3 separate regions of the Drosophila melanogaster genome follow, and all the other regions are linked to region 3. Evidence: chromatin contacts called from public Hi-C and HiChIP or PLAC-seq data. All regions are on one chromosome and are shown on one strand. The core of a region is the stretch at or near the end of the contact, and the rest is flanking DNA. Distances in the headings are between cores, read along the strand shown.

What was found. Hi-C and Micro-C count contacts between places; a contact is called where the count stands out from the background. HiChIP or PLAC-seq counts read pairs in DNA pulled down with a chosen protein or histone mark.
Region 1: a Psq HiChIP or PLAC-seq map of the Kc167 cell line shows a contact between it and region 3, with 7 times the contacts expected there. The contact joins the promoter of RhoGAP15B here to the promoter of wcy in region 3. A contact is called at or near these places in 29 of 107 Hi-C or Micro-C datasets (the D17-c3 cell line, the Kc167 cell line, the OSC cell line and 10 more) and 2 of 6 datasets of contacts at active chromatin or transcription factors (both in the Kc167 cell line).
Region 2: a Hi-C map of the Kc167 cell line shows a contact between it and region 3, with 1.7 times the contacts expected there. The contact joins the promoter of CG8915 here to the promoter of wcy in region 3. A contact is called at or near these places in 4 of 107 Hi-C or Micro-C datasets (the D17-c3 cell line, the Kc167 cell line, the OSC cell line and 1 more) and 2 of 6 datasets of contacts at active chromatin or transcription factors (both in the Kc167 cell line).

The regions. Positions count from the first base shown.
Region 1 is chrX:16,941,940-16,944,639 of dm6, reverse strand. It overlaps RhoGAP15B (Rho GTPase activating protein at 15B), which reads right to left and starts at 1,350. Exons shown (of 9, transcript NM_132955.4): 1 at 742-1,350. It overlaps CG13001, which reads left to right and starts at 1,769. Exons shown (of 1, transcript NM_132953.3): 1 at 1,769-2,700. The coding sequence starts at 2,058.
Region 2 is chrX:17,243,630-17,246,329 of dm6, reverse strand. It overlaps CG8915, which reads left to right and starts at 1,329. Exons shown (of 3, transcript NM_001298440.1): 1 at 1,329-2,096; 2 at 2,199-2,406; 3 at 2,468-2,700. The coding sequence starts at 1,419. The region is part of intron 1 of f (forked); the gene reads right to left. CG42854 reads left to right here. Exons shown (of 4, transcript NM_001201732.2): 3 at 1-205; 4 at 277-977.
Region 3 is chrX:17,076,519-17,079,218 of dm6, reverse strand. It overlaps wcy (wacky), which reads left to right and starts at 1,382. Exons shown (of 15, transcript NM_001258796.2): 1 at 1,382-1,538; 2 at 1,779-2,294. The coding sequence starts at 2,254. CG4949 reads right to left here and starts at 379. Exons shown (of 2, transcript NM_167554.2): 1 at 211-379; 2 at 1-151. The coding sequence starts at 285.

The DNA.
Region 1 (2,700 bases), core at 101-2,600, 130 kb after region 3:
CCAATTTTCGGACTTATCGCCTGGATTGATCGATTAATTTGGTTATTGATTCTTCTGCGAAAGTCAAAGGGAAAAGCGCATCCAATCGGAGAATGTGTGTCGGCTGTCTTAATATGTTTATAATTGACTTAATTGCCAAACAATTAAGAACAGCAACAAAATGTGTCAAACGATGGAAAGAGAGAGAGAGAGAGGGAAGAGCGGTGGAGAGATGGAGCGAAGAAGCGCAACAGGTGACACCTGTCCCGCTCGCACAGTCTATCGCTAAATGGGAGCGATAAGCAGTTAGAAGCGAAATATATGTGTGTCAAAAATTATCATACATACAAATGTGTACACAGCCATAGTGGTTTTATAAATTTAGGAAAAAATATCATTATATTGCATAAAACGCATAGGTGGCAAAAACACTAAATTAAAATATAATACAAATATATAAACATATACTAACGAAATGTTTTTAAACATTTCAAAGTATAATGATTAAAATTCACAATGTTATCAATATTGCCGTATTTCGCATTATTTATATTTGATTTATTGTAGATATTACTATTATTTGGCACATAGCTGTCACTAAAAATTATCAGCCAACTAACACAGACACACAGCCCGTATGTAAACACGGATTGATTAGAACGCATTGAAGAGAGAAGAGACCATTGAAAATCGAAGCCCGCAGAAAAAGAGATCGCAAAGAAACTGCGGCTTTCAAATAAAAATAATAAAAATCGCTTTTACCTTTCGCTTTTTCCTTGTTAAAAATTTCGTATGCAGTTTCTGCGTGGTCAACTTAACTTCGTTTTATATTCACAACACACACAAACACAACCAGAGCACAACAATAAAAAACGAAAACAAAGAGTGTGAGAGAGAGGGAGAGAGCGGTGGGCGAAAAGCAAAGTCTCTGCTAAATTGCTAAGCTGATTTCCCACACATATCGATATTGCACTGATATTTTACTGCCGCAACTAGTTGACACATTTCCACAAACATTTCGGCCCAGTTTACTAATATTTGTTTATTTATTTATTATTCTTGCGGAATGAATCACTTGCGGAATGTTTCACACACACATACGCGCGCGTACGCATTGTTTGCATCTGTCTCTCTCTCTCGCGCGATCGATGTCTTTTTTTGTTGTTGTCTCCAAAAGGGAACAACAACTATTCGCTAAACAGAAGTTGACAATTCGCGGATGGAAAAGTCATGACCAGAACAAGATTCTTTGTTTTTGTCCCCAATGCCCGCTTTCCGAACCGGATTTTCCGATCCGAACGATCTGCGACCGATCGAAGAATACAAATGCATAATGTAATATAACGGGGCGCGCCTAGTGTGACCGTTGGCGGAAAGACAGCGAATGCCGGCAAAACTAGTTACTAAACTAGTAGCTAGGATACAAGTTATTAATTTTAGTTATATGTAATAATGTAAATTTTAATACTAACGTTCTTTCCATATAACTGAAACATTTTATATCAATAGTTAACTGAATATTATCTCGGCATGAATGCCAGATTTAAGTTTTTTGCCACAGCAACTGGAATTTACCGGATTTTTAAATTTTAAAGCAGCGCCCACGGTAAAATCAGTAAAGCACTTTAACTATAGTGTAATCATTTAAGTAAATTTGTACGTATAAGGAATTGGAATTGGAAGGAATTTGTTTTCTATTTAAAAAACGATATATACCGCACTGCCAGCTATCGATAGCAAATAATCGGCTGGTCGTGATTAAATGTAAAAATTACTTCCACGCTCTGGTAACACTGCATTGTATACCAGAAAAAAATGGTATTAGCATTAGCAGAGAAAAAATCAAATAAATAAAGAAAAAATCAATTAAAAGTGCGCCATTCCAAAGGATTATCCCAAAAGACGCGATCATCCATATCAGATGCTTAAGAATCGGCCGGAAAATCCGACATCGAACTATTAGGCTAGTGAAAAAGTGCAAAATAAACATTCGCCCAGTGGAGGGGGCCATACAGAAAACACTCGAGAGTCTTTCGAAAATACACATATTATACCACACGGATCGTTTTGGATCTACAATGGCCACCAGCGAGATCTCGAGCTCCAATGAGCGGCACTACTACGCCAAACTGGAGGCCATCAAGGACATCAGGGACAAGACGCTGTCGCTGGAGAAGCTCAAAGTGCGGATCATCAAGGAGGTGAAGCTGAGCGACGACGAGGAGAAGTGCCTGGAGGAGTACCGCAAGGAGATGGAGCACCTGCTCGAGGAGAAGATGTCGCACGTGGAAGAGCTGCGCCAGATCCACGCGGACATCAACGACATGGAGAACATCATCAAGCAGACGAAGGAGAACCAGACCCGCTCCTTCGACATGGCCAACCGGGTGTACGAGGAGTACCTGGCCCTGAAGTACCAGATTGATCACATGCGCCGCGACTATCTCGGACTAAGCCCGCTGCGAGATCTGCACGAGGAGGAGGGCAGTCCCATTTCGAAGGATCGCTTCCAGACCAACTTCCTTAAGGTGGCCGCCCAGTCGGCGGCAGCAGCAGCTGCTGCAGCTGCGGCGGCGGCCTCGGTTAATCAGAACTCGTCGTTGGCCCGTCCGCATGCCCGGCATCCTCTGATGCCGGAGGCCACGGTCACCGCGCTGCCTTCTGGCGGCGGACAGGGCGGCGTTGGTGGTGGCGGCGCTGCAGGCGGTGGCGGAGGATCTG
Region 2 (2,700 bases), core at 80-2,579, 170 kb before region 3:
GAAATCCCTTACAAATCTTAACAACAATTCAAACTACCAGTCAACAATAAGAAACCGTGTCTCTAACCACTTTCCAAAAATGAACCTTATCTGGATCCTCAGTGAAATTAAGAACTATGTACATACATATGTACGTATTTCTTCTAAAACACCACATCTATACATTATGGATAACTATTAAGTTGTAGGGCGTGACACTTAACGAGTAAGTATTATATTTAATTTTTATTGACTCAGCTAACATTCAACGAGCTCATGCTCGCTGTTATCCAATAGGGAGATGGCCATTATGTTGGGATGACTATAAAGCCTTTTGGCATATTGCGCGCTGCTCTTCTTCACCTCTTCCCTGACCCAAGCGAAGCCTAGGACCTCGTTGATGGTGGATTTGTCGTGCAGCACGTGGGCTCCGGTATTATTTCGATATTGGACTTACTGGCCGTTCCCCAGATCGGCCTGACGATCGGATTATATATAAGAAGATTTGTGGATGTCCGCAACTTGGACCCTCTGCCTATATGCCAGTAGAATAATTTTAGTCGGTAGTCTGGCTTTTCTCAATTGGTGCGGCTTGCAGTTGAGACTCCTGATACCTAGGTAATTCGGAGTGGCTTCCTCTGGGATTGTAGCGTGGCCCAGGCTGATGAAGGGACAATGCCCGCTAAGTTCCACCTTTTCTGCCAGGAGTTGCGCAGGCCAGCTGTGCCTGTATTAGTGGCCTCGATTGTTGTGTTCCAGGAAGGCTGTGTCTGCGTCTGCGTATGTGGCTGCCATTAAGGATGGGCTCTGCAACACATGAAGATTCGCCGTGAACGCGCATCATTATACTAAATCATCACTAAGCAACTCCACATCATAATTAACTGTCCTCCCCTTTCGCTACGTAAAACAGTTGCTCTTCGTACAATCTGAACAAGTAATGCCACTGCTAATTTAACAAAACTTCAACCAATTCCATAAAATAAAAATCTACATATGTATTACCTCTCTTACACTGTAAAAATCATTGTCTTTGACCTTATATGTAGCTTAATATAAATAAAAAAGCAAATATACATTCATATGTAAATATGCACATGAATATGTGTGTATGTAGCAGGCAGAAATTCACAATTTGGTTTCAAAAGCTAAATATAAATATAAGTATGCTTAGGTAATGTAAAATTCAGAGTACGAATCACCGTTATAGTAAAAAACATTAAAGATAAATAAATCATATCAAGAACAGTAAAAGTTATAAAAGTTTATCATTTGGGCACACTGCCATCCGGCCCGATAGGCAGCAAAGCCGCCTGATATCGACGCGCAATAGGGTCCGATAACTTCTACAATTCATTGTTATCGAGGTATTGTAGAAATACAGCTGATTGAAAGGCGAATAGAGTTTTGAAAAGCGCACAGAGATTGAACACAGTCGAATGGCGGACAGTGAAGAAGCAGTGAAACGTGGCCGTCGCCAGGGCAGAAAGAAGGCACAACCTATGCCGGAACAGGCGGTAGTGTTGGTGGTCAATGGCCGAGTGACCGGTGGGCCGAAGGGAACTGGCAAACAGAAGACTCGACCGGGCAAGAACGCGAAAGCCGACGCGGGCGACAAGCTGAAGTCCGAGGACGAAAAGATGCTCCGCCAACTGGTCGACGACTTCCTGCAGAGCTGCGAGCCAGAGAAACAGCTCCCCGGACTTACAAAAGCCCAGCGCAGCCACGTTCACCGATTGGCCCAGCATCGCGGGCTTAAGACGGTGAGCAAGGGTCCAGAGGAGAACCGCGTCCTTTTTATAAGTCGCCCACAGTCGGATGGCCAACAGCAATACATTCTTTGCAACACAAAGCTGGACATTTGTCCGCCGCTCCTAGACGTTCTGGGACAAATGGCCGGCAATGTGGAACGCAGATTGATGAACTCCGTTGGAGACTTAAAGTGCAACAAACAGCAATATAAGGATATACGGCTTCCTTCCAACTTCGGCCTGGTCGGGCAGAGGCTTATTCCGCCGCCGCAGAGCAACCGGAACAGGAACATTCAGCACGAGCGCCGGAGCCTGCCCATCTACAAGCAGCGGGAGAGCATCCTCAACGTTCTGCAGCGCGATCAGGTGACCAAATGCTTCCTTTTGATATTAAGTACCTGTACCATTTTCTATTTATATTACGTCAAACACTGAATTGCTACTAATACCTGAGAATCCACCTTACAGGTTTTGATCATTAAAGGAGCCACCGGCTCTGGCAAGTCCACCCAACTTCCCCAGTACATCCTTGAGTGGGCCGCAGAGCATCGTGCTCCAGTCAGGATCGTGGTAAGTCAGCCTCGCCGCATAGCAGCTATCAGTGTCTCGGAGCGCATTTCCAAGGAGCGCGGTGAGGCGCCTGGCACCACAGTGGGCTATAATATTCGCATGAATAGTGAGTAGCAGTTGGCCGTAAAGTAATTATGACTATAACTATAATATTCAATCTCTGCCAGGACAATGCAGCAGCAACACGGTTCTAATGCTGACCACCAGTGGTTGCCTTTTAAGGGCTCTCGCCATGGATAAGAAGTCTTTTTTTAAAAACACCACCCACTTAATCATTGATGAAGCCCACGAGCGTGATTTGGACACAGACTTCCTGCTGCTGGCCACCAAGCTGGAGCTGCAAAAGAATCCGCACCTTCGCCTCGTGCTTATGTCGGCCACCATGGATCTTGAAGCATTG
Region 3 (2,700 bases), core at 133-2,632:
GAAGCGGGGTGCTCTCCACATCCACCAGTTGCAGAATGGTCAGGTATTTGCTGCAGTTATGGGCCTCCCATGGATAGCGCTTTGCCATTCCCTGCTGGCGACTGGTGATCAGTAAGACGCGCTTTTCTTTGGTGGCAAAGCGTTCGCATAGCTAAAAGAAATGCAATTTGATGTTCAAAAACCGACCTGAATCCGATGTTCAGAACTTACCTTTGCCAAATTAAGGGCGTAATCCTCACTGCCCGTCAAATATATATAGTTATTGTTGCAGTCGCTCAAACTCATTCCTTAAAAATGCTTACAAATTAAACAATATATATTTAAGGAATTCTAAAATTCTTCTGCCGCTATTATCGGTATCGGGATGAGTTTTTAATAGAGGTGCCGAAACATCGATGCTAATATCGATGCACCGAGGTTTTTTTTTAAATATTCCAAACATCGATGCTTATTTCAGACTATCGATGTTTTTAGGTTAATCACTAGAATTTCTTCAACTATTTTAATTAATTCAAATAATTAATTACTTTCAAATATTAGCTTGCAGTCATATATATTTTGGGTTTGTGGTGAAACTGACGCAAGTCGATGGACAACTTCGTCGGAGTCGGAAAGGGCATTTAGCAAAGCAGGTCAAATAATTATTATTACCAGTTATACCACCTTAAGATCTTGCATATGAAAAGAAATCTCATTGTTTTTCAGTTTGAATTATCATTCTTTGTTCTTTTGTTTTATATTAAATTAAAAAATTATTGAATTTAATAATATGCAAATGCTTTTTCTTATTTCTCAAGTGTAAATATGTATATATAATTTTTTTTAAAAAACATATAATTTTTAAGTCGGCTTATCGAGAAACAATACATCCGATAGGAATACCCTTGAGCAGTGTGCCCGAAATGATTATGCGATACTATCGAAATGATGTTGTGCAATATATGATAAATTAATATAAACTATCTATATCTAAAACTATTTCAGTATCATCGAAAGTTTATAAAGATCAGCTATTGCGTATATACATAATATGTACAATAACAAAAGTCAAATTAAAAGTTAAAAGTTAAAAGTTATGTTTTTATATATATATTTATTATTTAACAGTAACCAAAAAAGAATTTAAATGCGAACCTAGTTGGCATCCCCGGCTACAGAGTGACCATTTTGCAATCCGTCCAACGCCTAGCGGTGTCAGGCACTAAAAAATACCACAAACGGGGCGCCACCTAGAGTCCACCATATCAACCAGCCAATTGGCACATATAGCCGAACTCTTCTCGCACCCGCATAGCGTGCCGCGCGAGAGGGATAGCCGCACGCAGCGACCGATTGCTGGCAAACTCAACACAGCCGTGCCGACGAACAGACCGCACAAAGCGTAATGCAAAAGAATTGAAAAAAATCATCAAGTATAGAGGCCAAAAAGCGAACACAGCAAGTCGGCATATAATTAAACAATTGTCGTTCAATGCTGAGCAAATAAATGCGGCGATTGCAGCCCAGCAAAGAAGGCGAGCGGCAAATTGCGAATTGCGGTAAGGTACCAAGAAAAAAAGGGAGTAAAATTGAAAAGAAGTCAAACGAAATACGGATCAAGCGACACCACACACACATGCACAGACGCACGCACACAGTCACTCACGGTCGTGCACGCAGAGGCGAATGCCGTGTGTGCTTTAAGTGAAAAATTAAAGGCGTTCCGAATGCTAATTGCATTAAGGAGAGGACAAAAAGGAAGCTGTCTAAAGGATTGCTATGAATGTTTGTACTTTTAGGAGGCAGCAAAATAAGCCGATAATAAGGCGACCGCAATTCAGGCACACATATACGCCACACAAACACCGAGTCAGCGGGCCACACAGACGAAAAGCACACACACACACATGCCACTGAGAGCCTCCCATACAAGCAGACCACAACACACACACACACACATACAAGCGAGCGTGCCTTGGCAGGTGAGAAGAAGAAGAGGAAGCGGTGGAGGCAAAAGGAGGAGCAAACAGGAGGCGCCAAAGGCCCCAGAATATTGGATAAAATCGGAATAAGGCTGCATTATCTTCTCCACGAGAAGAGGAAGCAGCAGCAGCACTACCAGCAACAGCAGTCGACGAAGGAGAAGAGGAAGCAGACGCATAAGCAGCAGCAGCAGCAGCAGCAGCGGAAGAAGCAGCAGCAGGAGGAGGAGCAGGAGAGAGAGGGAAAACCAACAGAAGCAGCAGCAGCGTATTTGGCGAAAAACTTGCATTGATGGTAATGCATGCTAGAAAACCGCAGCGTATGAACGATGGGTAATATATCAAATATTATTTTCAATCTACCGTAATATCGGCAATAACAGTGATTCCCAACGTACTCACAATCACACACACACAGGCAAACTAGCACACTCATAATTGTATATTTTTTTGTTTACGTTCTGTCCTACTGCCATCTCGCTCTAACTCGCAGTGCCCGCGTTTCCTTTTTATCCTCAAATTTTCTCCGTTTACCCTAATTAAGTGATTTTCGTAAATAAATTTGTTTTCCCTATGTTTCTTGCTTTGATTTTCCCACTTATCCATCTTCTCGCGCTATTCATGTTTTTCGTCTTTTCACCACACAATAGTTGCCTCTCGCTCGCACGCGCTCAGCTGGCAAAAGGCCAAAAAAAAAAAAATAGTTCTTGTAACATTTACAGTTGCTTATTGCACCGCA